2 separate regions of the Mus musculus genome follow, and region 2 is linked to region 1. Evidence: chromatin contacts called from public Hi-C data. All regions are on one chromosome and are shown on one strand. Each heading gives the region's core, a stretch centred on a gene start, on an enhancer-like site or on the middle of the called end of the contact. The rest is flanking DNA. Distances are from core to core; before and after follow the strand shown. Region 1 has its middle 29 kb from the start of Gm41062. Region 2 has its middle 30 kb from the start of Ankrd55.

The links. Hi-C and Micro-C count contacts between places; a contact is called where the count stands out from the background.
Region 2: a contact with region 1 is called in a Hi-C map of bone marrow-derived macrophages, with 2.9 times the contacts expected there. The contact joins two enhancer-like sites. A contact is called at or near these places in 2 of 15 datasets of contacts at CTCF or cohesin (CD8 T cells and large pre-B cells), 25 of 484 Hi-C or Micro-C datasets (B cells, CD4 T cells, the HPC-5 cell line and 17 more), 5 of 115 datasets of contacts at active chromatin or transcription factors (astrocytes, bone marrow-derived dendritic cells, embryonic stem cells and 1 more) and 1 of 9 other capture datasets (embryonic stem cells).

The regions. Positions count from the first base shown.
Region 1 is chr13:112,129,031-112,131,710 of GRCm38.p6, reverse strand. No RefSeq gene overlaps it. Among named protein-coding and RNA genes, the nearest start is that of Gm41062, 29 kb to the right of the region's middle. Within about 2 kb of position 1,335, at least 37 of the 459 cell types and tissues checked have an H3K27ac peak or open chromatin away from gene starts, as enhancers often do. A contact at or near this core is called in bone marrow-derived macrophages, where this site is marked.
Region 2 is chr13:112,257,366-112,260,045 of GRCm38.p6, reverse strand. No RefSeq gene overlaps it. Among named protein-coding and RNA genes, the nearest start is that of Ankrd55, 30 kb to the left of the region's middle. Within about 2 kb of position 1,300, at least 42 of the 459 cell types and tissues checked have an H3K27ac peak or open chromatin away from gene starts, as enhancers often do. A contact at or near this core is called in bone marrow-derived macrophages, where this site is marked.

The sequences.
Region 1 (2,680 bases), core at 86-2,585:
CCTTTCACAAAGAGAGAAATAGGAGTTTCAGAAAACTCTCAGCCACGGGTTGTTTTGGGGAAAAGAAACCTGTGCCAGAAAGTGTGGCAGCGTCTGGGGAGGAGGTGAGCACATCGGGGACGCCCATGCAATTATCCCTCTGGAGGTGTGCTCCCTGTTCTTTCAGGAGCATATTAATCATTTTTACGCTATCCTGACTCCTAATCACAGGCGTAGCCAGTGTTGTCAAAACACTTCCTGCCCGCATCTGTGTTCTGTGACTGGCCTGGCTTCCAGGGAGTGTTTGTGAGAGAATGGAGAACAAGTGATTGACAGTCAATGTTGACATTTTGGGGCTGTTTGAAAATGGGAACAATCTGGCTCTGATGTTCTAATTCCTCCTTTTATGGGCAAAAGTCAGCGCCTCCGCATGAATGAGCATCAGCGTACGCTCTGAAACGCACCCCAGACACACCGTGTCCTTCCAGCACGCCCACTCCGTGACAGGAGACAGACAAGGACCTTTTTCCATCTCTATTTCTAAGTCTCCATGTCTAGTGAAACTGAGTCAAAGAGAAGACTTAAAGAGAAAAACAAATCCTGGTGGAACGTTCCTTTCCTTTTATTTCAACCACAGTCCTCACAACTCATTGTAGTGTTTTTAATTGCGTAAGTAATAGATTCTCATTGGTAATTGAAACAGTACAGGTAGGAAAAACTCTGCCTATTGCCCAATCCTACACTGTCCCTTTCTGAGTAACCTTATTGTGCATTGACTGTGCATCATTCCAGAATGTATATACTGTCCTTAACTATATACATTCATAGGTAAGTATGTGTATGTGTGACTTGTGTATGAGTGTGGAAAGTATAGGTGTTTATATGCATTTATGTTTCCACATGCAGGAAGGCATGCATTTGTTGGTAAAGTGTGCTGCAACTAGCTTATCTATTTTACCATGTGTGCAGAACATGTTTTCACATCAAGAAATGTTGACTGCGCTTATTTGTTTTAGAGGAATCACAGTTTTTCATAGACCAGAGGCGTTTATTTTCTAGACATAAAACTTTGGGTTATTTTTATTTTTTTCACTGTCACAAGTCATGCCATTATAAATCTCCTTGTCCAAGTCCTTTTTAGATCCCTAGGCTCCCCGTGGGTGTGCCCAACCTGCAGCCTACGGGCCACACGCACCTCAGGATAGACAGGAATCCAGGCTAACACAAAGCCACAAGCTCACTTAAAACAGGAAGAGATGCCTCTTGTGATTTCTTTTTGTAACTGTGTTCTAGCCTGAACTTCGCAGATGACAAATGTCTGTTGCAATGTTGAAAAGTTGGGCAACCCTACAAGGTTACACTTGCTCTTCTGAAAAACAGTAAAGACTATTAACCAACTTCTCTTGTGCTGCCAGACTGGAATACTTCTGACTGACAGAATACAGACATTCTGGATGTCAGGGAATCTAAGACCTGGATGCTGGTGGAGTCAGTTCCTGGTGAGGGATTCCTCCTCAATTGCAGAGGGCTGCTCCCTCTTGCTGTGTCCTTTAAATCATAGGAGAGAGAGAAAGACAGAGACAGAGAGAGAGACAGAGAGAGACAGAGAGAAAGAGAGATAGAGAGACAGACAGAGAGAGACAGAGAGAGAGACACACACACAGAGAGAGAGAGAGAGAGAGAGAGAGAGAGAGAGAGAGAACTTCTTTGCTTTCTCTTCTTATAAAGGCACCAATTACACCATGAAAGCCCCACCCTTGCGATGTCATCTATGCTAAGTAACATGCTAAGGACCATAGATCCGCATCACACGTATGAAGAGTAGGGAGCCTGAAACTCTCAGTTCATAACATTCCAACTCTGGCATCTACCCACCTCATTCATGTCCTTCCTGCATGGGAGCATGCCCCTTCCTCCCATTGATTCAAAAGTCTTAACTCATTCCAAGCACTCAGTCTACAGCCAGCTGCACCTAAATGTTATCTTCGTTGGATGTGACTGAGATTCAAGGTGTCGTTAACTCAAAGCAGAGATCTCCAGCTGCGAGGTAATGAAGCCAGGTGTTATATGCTTTCAAAACACAATTATTACGAAGGCCTAAGGTCAGCAATCTCATTTTCAAAGTGGAGAAATTAGAAGGAAGAAATCTGACATAAGTCTAGAGTAAGTTCACACCCTAGCAAGGGTAACTGCGTTGGATCTAAGGCTCGAATATCCTGAATTAACTGAGTTAGACCCGACCGTCCTCACTGGTCTGATGCTCTGCCTTCCGCACTCAGGAGCACAGCGGACCCTGCCTCCTTCCCATTCATTCCCGCACAGGTTCTGGGTGGCTGCTTTCTGGCTCACACAAACCAAGGTCCCCTCTAACAGGAAAGGCAACATGGCAGTGCCCGAAGGCTCTGAATCATTCTTAACTAAGAGAGCACCATTGCTTCTGAGCAGCCAGTCCTGGAGTATCTGAGAAGTGTGGCGAGCTTCGCTCTGCTTGTCCCTTTGGTATTCCCTCAGTGTGGACTATTTCTGCAAAAGTGGCTGCTTAGTCCTCGAGTTCAACCGCAGACAAATCTTTGTACTGAAACCATAGCTGGCCACATCACAAGTGTTCTCTTCCGAGTAAATTCTCCCCCCTTCCCTCCTTCCCTCCCTCCCTCCTCCTCTCCCTCCCTCCCTTCAACCTTCCCTCCCTCAACCTCTCTTC
Region 2 (2,680 bases), core at 51-2,550, 130 kb before region 1:
TTGGCAACCAAGATCAAACAACAGCCTACATAGTTCTGGATCCCTCCAGGGCCCCTCTGACCAATAACTTGGTGGGCAAAATTTCATGTCCAGCACTGAAATCTTCAGGAAGGACTTAAACAGAGAAGGAGGATCTAGGGTTTTGGCAGCAAAAGGACCAGAGAGTGAGAAATGGAAAACCAAGCACACTTTCTCTTGGATCATTTCTGTATAGTGCAGCAGAATTGTTTGCCACCCTGAGAAGTACAACAATAGCAGCAACAATAACAGCAGCAGCAGCAACAACAGCAACAACAACAACAGCAACAACAGTAACAGCAGCAATAACATCATCATCAACAATAACAAAACCAAGTCAAGGTGTGCACAGGCTAGATCCAGCCCTTCAGGTTACACACTGAGACTTGGCCATCTAGAGATGCAGTGCACTGCAGCAGCCAGTTGGGGTCAGAGGTGCTTCATCTCAGAGAGCATCCAGGCTTTGCCTATAGCTAGCTCTGTCTTTAATTTCTCAAACTTGCAAACCCTCTACAGTCAGAAAGCCAGTTTAAATTCTCTTGGAGTTTACATTTCTGACCAGGTAGAGCCGATGCCTGGGAAGAAAGAAGTGTCTGATCTCATGGGCCTTGGCGAGGAGATTGGTTTCAACTTTAAAACACTGAGAGTTTTGAGTTTTGTCCACTTGTTCTCGTCCTATCCCATGTACCTCTGTAGATTGTGGATACAGGGCTCTCAAGGACACTGAGCAGTCATGGACACAGAAAAATCATCTCCTTGGCTTAAGCGTGCAAACACCTGGAACGGAGGACTCCAGCCTAGCTTCCTAAATCCTTATCTCCATGGTACCCTGAACACATTGCTTAAGTGATATTGGTGGGTGTAATTGGCTCATAAGTGTTTATAAGCATCCAGGTCAGAATAAGCTTGTGATAACCAACTCTATATATCTCTTTCTGCAGCCTACCTAAGGGATATCACGGGGATAGATAGATGGACAGGATCCATTGTTAGGATTGTTAGGGCCATAAAAATGTGCAAGTGTGGAAAGCCAGGACCTTCCTCCTGTGTTAACCAGCTTTCTGTCACTACAACAAAATACCCAAAGACGTTCAAATTTACAAAGAGGAAAGGTTTGCTTTGGCCATGGGGTTGGAGGTACTACTTGGTCCTATTGCATGTGAACTTGTGTAACAAGGCAAGGTAGAATCATATCACGGTGCCGTGGTAAAGCAACTGTTGACCATGTGGTCAGAATGTGGTAGAAAAGGAAGAGGCAGAGAGGAGGGCCCCAAGGACTACACAACCTCCTACTAGGCCTCTTAAAACGTTTGTCATCTCCCAGTAATGCCAAGTTGACTAAGTCTTTAGTACACAGGTCTTTGGGAGGAGGTGGGGGGCGGCTTTCTAGATTCTAGATATAAACCGCAGTGTTTGAAAGCTGGTTGCGAAACATCTGCGTGCACATCGATGACGACATACATTAGCTGCTCAGCCCAGAAGGCATCTGTGAAAGAGGAGGGGTAATCTCTGAGAATCAAAAGGATCTTCCAGGATAAATCGGTCTAGAAACTATAGTCAAGAATCCCCCAAAGTGATTTTCCTGTCAAGGGCAAAGAAGACATTAAGTCAAAATTTCCTGTAGAATTTTTAATGGTTAGGCGATGGTGCTAAATGGCCCACAAAGCCACGTGACCTCCTTCCCTTTCTAATCCTAATCTTAGACCTTGAGAAAAATCTCAAACCTCTTTAGAAAGAGGCATTATTGTTTCTACAAAGTGTGTGTATGTGTGCGTGTGCGCGTGCGCGTGCGCGTGTGCGTGTGCGTGTGTGTGTGTGTGTGCGTGTGCGTGTGTGTGTGTGTGTGCGTGTGCGTGTGTGTGTGTGTGTGTGGTGTGGGGGGGGGAGTGAAGTTGAGGGACACCATCAGAAGGAAAGAGTGGCTATCTTTCTCCTTTGTGTCACATCAGGGACCATTGAACAATGTATGTTTGCTCATGTTTGTACAACGCAAGAATTTAAACCCATAAAATCAGCTTTGCTTAGGGGAGACAGTTTCACAGGCATAGATGATCATCCTTGCCGCTCCTTCAAAGTTGCTGGGAGACATGGTCAACGAGTCTGCTGGAGTGTAATGTTTAGAGCATTTTATTCACAGGGAGCATTTTAATCTACATTTTTATTGTTGTAATTAAGTGATTTGAAAGACATTATAGACCTGGTGGTGTTCTGGGTGTTTTGGGAAGATGGCCAAATACAGATGGCAACTCATTGGCTCTCTTTATGTAGCCCTGGCTGGCCTGGAACTCACTATGGAGACCAGGCTGTCCTCTAATTTAGAAATCTACCTGCATCTACCTCCTGAGTGCTGGAATTAAAGGTGTGTGTGATGATGCCTGTCTGCTGAGCTGAGTACTTCAAACTGATCTATGGGACTTGAAGTTAGCTTTAGGAAAAGAATTAACGAAGAAATCAACGACCAGTGAAGGCCTGGAGAAACAGAAGTCAAGAGGTGGAGTTGTTGCTCTGAGGATAATCCAGGGCTGAGTAAAGCTTTCTGGAATCACCAATCTAAGGCTGGCTTCTCAGAGGGGCATGAAAAGGCTGGTTCTGGGGTCTCTGAAAGCTGGAGCCAACTGCTGCTGCTGCTGCTGCCCCTGCTGCTACTACTACTACTACTGCA